2 separate regions of the Lactuca sativa genome follow, and region 2 is linked to region 1. Evidence: chromatin contacts called from public Hi-C data. All regions are on one chromosome and are shown on one strand. The core of a region is the stretch at or near the end of the contact, and the rest is flanking DNA. Distances in the headings are between cores, read along the strand shown.

The links. A called contact is a pair of places that touch in the nucleus more often than the background predicts.
Region 2: a Hi-C map of leaf shows a contact between it and region 1, with 5 times the contacts expected there. The contact joins the promoter of LOC111897544 here to the promoter of LOC111897546 in region 1. A contact is called at or near these places in 3 of 4 Hi-C or Micro-C datasets (leaf and seed).

What each region holds. Positions count from the first base shown.
Region 1 is chr5:131,660,278-131,663,193 of Lsat_Salinas_v11, forward strand. It overlaps LOC111897546 (zinc finger protein CONSTANS-LIKE 4), which reads right to left and starts at 1,468. Exons shown (of 2, transcript XM_023893500.3): 1 at 650-1,468; 2 at 113-554. The coding sequence starts at 1,420. The coding sequence ends at 213.
Region 2 is chr5:131,960,999-131,963,914 of Lsat_Salinas_v11, forward strand. LOC111897544 (E3 ubiquitin-protein ligase MBR2) reads left to right here and starts at 1,417. Exons shown (of 6, transcript XM_042902563.2): 1 at 1,417-1,733; 2 at 2,322-2,916. The coding sequence starts at 2,343.

The sequences.
Region 1 (2,916 bases), core at 218-2,717:
ACTTATAAACACATTCAATTCCCAAACCCATGATCAATTCGAAACTCAGTTAGATTCCAGTTAGGCTAAATACCACTTTAGTTTATGTTAAAAGACTTTCCTGAAGTTATAGTTATTATAAATAGTACTTGATTAAGAGGTCATCTAATATATATACACATGGATTAACAAAAAACACACATGGACGAAAAAAATGTAAAAGAAAAACATAATTAGTAGGATGGAACGATGCCGTATGAGGAATCTGGGGAAATGAAGGTGTCTTCCACTTCTAGATCGATTTCAGTTCGCTTGGCGAATCGTCCTTTAATTCTGGGTCTTGTTTCTGCGTATGCCTTCCTCGAAGCATATCGAATCGTTTTCTCAAACCTCCTGTTCTTCCTCTTTTCTTTGTATCTTAAAACCCTGGCTTCACGATCGAAACCCGACACAGGAGTCGGATATACTTCCGGTAATGATGGGTGGTGGTGGTTGTTTGATACATCCGCCATGGTTGCGTTTGCGTTGTGGTCCGGTACGACGCCTACTTCGATTTCCAGTGAAGATGATGATACCTGATGATTAAATATATCCTGATTAGTTGATATAATGAAATTGAAGTTGTTATAATGAATTATAAGTATTCGGATTTGGTTTGGATTGCACTTACGCTTTGGCTGACGGATTGAGAGGTGAAGTTGTACATGAAAGGCTTAGATCCGGTGTAATCGACGTCATATGCAGGTAATCCCTCCACTACATCTGGAGAAGAAGCATGTGCATGTGGTGGCATCTGGTAATGGCGATTTTCGATCTTGTTTTGCACCGGAACAACTCCATCGGTTGGGGAATTGTATCTGCGAATGATCTGATTAGCCTTTTGATCCGGCGTTTTCAGATCTATATCAAGGTATGGATCGATCTCGTTAAACAAGTACTCCGATTTATTATCATCCTCAGATCCATCAACGATTTTGTTTATATTTGGATCTGGGATAAGCCACGAAGCAGCTTCCGCTTCTTCAGCTTCAGTTCCGGCGACGTTAACATCAAAATCCAATAGGAAATGGTGGTCGTTGTTATCATTATCATTATCACCTCCACCACCTACCTTCGACACGGCAGTTGCAGGATCATAAAATGGCACCACCGGAAACCGCTCGTGACGGCGGGCGAGGGGGTTTGCTGAGTGGATTTCGCGGTCACAGGTAACACAGAGGGTGGCAGCGTCCGCCTTACAGGTGAAGCTCGCCGGAGCTCGCTCACAAACATCACACATCCACACACGCGCGTGGCGAGACGCGAGCTTGTTCGCCGCGTGGACCTTGCCGTCGCATGGTATACAGAGGAAGGCGGAGTCTGCTCTACAGAACAAAGCTGCCGACGTTGTTTTGCAGGAATCACAAAGGGTCGCAGCCATGTTCCAGCTCTCTTTGCTCATGGAGTATATTTGATGGCTTTTGTTTAATTGATTTTGGGTTTTGGTTCTTCAGTGAAATCACATTCTCTCTCCGATATCTTAAAAGCTATCCAAAAGGAGTAGAGGACGAATAATGGATTGACACGTGTCGGAATCTTACCCAAAATGGGTGGAGGGGACTTTTCTAGTATAATTGAGTGAGGACCAAAGTTTGGATTCGGACAAAGTTGGCATTATAACTCGAAAGATTTATGTTTACATTGTAAGACAGTAAGAGTATTTAGTTACTATTTATATAGCTTTAAACGGATAATATCAAAACTTCTTACACAACATGGTTACGGTTACGGATCTAAGGAGTTAAGAGTTTCATTTATAAAATTTTCCGGTTAGAAAGGATAGAGTACCCACACTATTTTTTCTTTTTTATTTTTCTTAATTTTTTCTAACCACAACAAATAACAATCCTATTTTTTTGAATCCATTCAACCCATTTAATTAAAAAAATACAATAATCAAAAGTAAAATCTTAATTAGCAATAGAGTTACCGGCGATACCACTCCCGCTTCAATGGGTTGGTTAATTGGTTTCACTGATCCACTTAATCACCTCTCTACTTTCTCTCTTTCATTTTCTCTTGTATCATGTGTTTTAAAACTTGTATCTTAGTTGTTTTGTATTTTTTAATTGGGTGGGTTGAGTGGTTGAGAAAGATATGATTTTTGTGTGTTGTAGGTTGGAAAAGATGAAAAAAAAGAAGAGACAAAAATTGATGTGATAGTGGGTTGGGAGGGAACGACTCCCTCCTCCCTTATTCGATAAAATTTTAAAAAGAAAAACTGCAATAAATTCCCTACATATTGACCTCATAATCGATTTAGTCCCTATATTTTATTTTTATTCCCTTAAGTCTCAAATACCGGTAATCGTATTCAATTTAACCCTTTGACCCGGTCAACATGTCATCCAACTTTCAAAAATTACATTTCAGACCCAGATTTCAAAAATTATTACTAATTTGGTCCAAAATTTACACTTTTGCCCCATATTTTGAAATTTTGTTACAAATATGGTCCAAACTTTACAATTTTTTGCCCAAATTTAAGAATTTTATTATGAATTCATCCTAACTTAAGTCTTTTTTACAACTTTTTTCTCAAAAAATTGTTCTAATATGTTTTTTCTTTATAAAATCATATTTATACAAAAAAAAAACGTATTTTCACATAAAAATCTTATATTTTCTATATAAAAAGTTTTTTTAAGAAGATTTTGTATATGAAATATCTAGTTATAAAAATATGTATTTATTAAGTATATAAATATATACAAATCCGTTTTTATAAAAAAATGTATATAAAAACGTATTTTACAAAAAAAAAATGTACACAAACACCTATCACCTTTATATATATATATATATATATATATATATATATATATATATATATATATATATATGCACATAAATAGGTGTGTATCTATATTTTTTTTATAAAATCGTGTTTGTGTACAT
Region 2 (2,916 bases), core at 167-2,666, 300 kb after region 1:
TAGCTAGGTCGTCCTTTAGATAACCATTTTGTTATCTTTGACATATTCCTAGAGGGATACGTTAGCAAGTCTCTTAGGCTAGTCTAAGTCAGCGTTATCCTGGGATAACTGAGTTGTTATAGCTTAGATCACGACACATGGTTGGTGTAGATGGTTCTGATGTCCACTGATGTGATGGAGCCGTCTGCGCAAACGGTTTCATCATGACAATTGTTCGGTTTTCCCGCTTTGTATTTAAACCTTCCTTTATCAGGATCGATTTTACTTTCTTTTTTCTACTTCCTCTTCTTCGATTGCCTCTACCTTCTCCTTGCTTATTTTCTCTTTCGTCTTGTCGTCGTTATTGGAAGGCAATGACGTCCGCGTGATCTGGGAACGATCCAACACCAAAAGAGTTCGAATCCCTTTAGTTTCGGTTTGGGTTTATGTCAGAGCACGATATGTAATTTCCGAAGGAAGGGCTATCATCTATCAACCACCGGTAGGGAAGGTTGGAGTCCTTGTGTCGATTTTCGAGGCAGTGTTGCGGTTGCTAATATCAGATTTCTTTGATGAAGTCATGCATGAGTATGGATTCTCTGTGGATGATCTTACTCCTAATACCGTCAATAAGATCGTCGGGTTCGAATTAAACTGCCAAGCCTTGGGTATTCTTCCCCAACTTCGGGATTTCCAGACTTTCTTCAATTCATCCACCCAGTCTGGTGTGCATACTTTTTCTCAGCGGCAAAATAATCACGCGTTCATCGTTAATCAAAGAGCGAACATGATGAATTTGCAGGATCGGTGGTTGTAGGTTAACAACGACCTGGTCGGTCCTGGTTATCCTCGCATGGTGATCTCCTTGGATCGAGCACCTCAACTGTCGGGCGTCAGTTTGTCTATGGTTCAGGCGTTGAAGGACATTTGCTTCAACGGAGGAGATTGGAGGACTGCATCCTAGTGGCGGCGGGGATGAGCGCTGCTCGTTTTGTCGGTTCATGTTATACAACGTAATATTTGAGCTATAAACATTATTTAATCAATAGAATGTTATAATTTGTATTATGATCTTTGTGTAATTATCATTTACTGTTTGTTTCTTGATTCAACAAGTTGGTTGGGGGCTTGGGGCAAGCCGTTACGATGTATTAACATAAAAAATGCTGTGGTTAAAATATACTAAAAATTGATATAAGTATTAAGCGATAGTGGATTAGGTTGTTTTTTTAAGTTAATAGATTAGGTTTCTATGAGATTTTCTATTTTTCTTAAAATAAAAAACTAAACAAGATTACAAAACATATTTTATTTATTTTTGTTCAAAGATTTTACAACCTAAACCACAATCAATTCCAAATCGTTTCAAATCCCAATTCTTTCACAAATTTAAAAATATTTCGACAAATTCAAATCCTCACAAAAAAACCATCAAGCAATCCAATCGTCCTTAAAGTTCTGGTTTTAGTTGCAGGCCAAAGGCAACCGACCCCACCGAGTCCATGTCCATGATAAGCTCCGGATCATGATGCCACGATCCACCTGAGACGGCCGTTGACATTGAACGAACGGATTCTGATTCTGAGGTTCAAATGCGACAATTTCTCTCGGCAGGCCGGAATTTTAGCTTCTTTCAATTTTGTCATCTTTCCATATTCTAATCGTCATTATTATATAGTGGATGGATTAGTCCCACATCACCTTCGGATTCTCTCTCCTCCTGTTTGCTTTATCTCATACACACGACCAATAAGGTAAAGCTATAACAAACCCTATTCATTCTAATTTTGTATCATCGGCGATTCAGGTTTATCGTATTTTTTGATCAAAATACATCTTCTTCCATCTCTTTACTTGATCAAAATACATCTTCTTAACAAGCGACTTAATATTAGGTTCGTTGATTTGCTTTTGACGTTTGATGTTTAAGGTTGATGAAATACGTTAGGTAAATTCATCGATGATCGTGATTACGATCGTATCGATATCGAAAGACGGAATAACTTTACGTACCTCGTTCTTCGAGGTTTTTTTTTTTTTTTTTTTATGATTCTTTATTTGAAAAAGATAAGAATCATATGATATACTTTCTTCTTTGATTATTTACCTCAAAGCATGCAAATAAACTTTATATGTGCATCTATCTACACACGCAGTTAATCAATCGTTTCGTTCTGTTTATATTTCTTCGAGGAGTTATTGTGAATTACTTGTTTCTGTTTGGGATTTTAGGGTGTATCCTAGAATCGTTGAGCTTTCTGATTTGTAATTCGTATATTTCTTGCTTCAATTTAGGATTTTAGGGTTTTCTATGGCTTGATGATGAGTTTTGTGGCAGATAGGAGGCTTAAAGGGGCAGTTATATGGATGTAGATTATAGTAAACAGGCTGTTGGTGGGATTGCTGCCCCAAAAAAGAGATCAGTGACTGCTTTGAAAGATACTGCTGGCTCTCAAAATGGAAGTCCTCAATTCTGCAACCGAATTGGTTGCTGTGGCAGACTTAACCACACTAAAGTTGCTAAAAACAAATGCCTAGAGAAGCCAAAAGCTTCAAGTTCAAAGCCTTCCCTCCGTTCATCTTCTCTCAAGGAAGTTACAGGAAGCTCATCAAAGACTTGTTCTTCAGTGACCAATGTGAAAAAACCTCCACCAGAATCCGAGAAAAAGAAGATAGAAAGGATCCCTAAAGACTCAAGTAGTCTTCCAAAAGAGTCTGGAATTCAAGAACGTAAGTTGAAATCTAGAAACACTGAAGTTGCATCATCAAGCTCAAGGGTTAAGAAGGTTTACACTCAAAGTGGTTCCTCTGTGATGGAAAATAGTCAAAACGAGTCAAACAATGGCAGGAGGAGAAGATTCTTTCAAGGAGAAAGCAGTTCATCTGGTAAAGGGAAGAGAGTCATTGGGGTATCAGCAAATGAAGGACGCCCTGTTG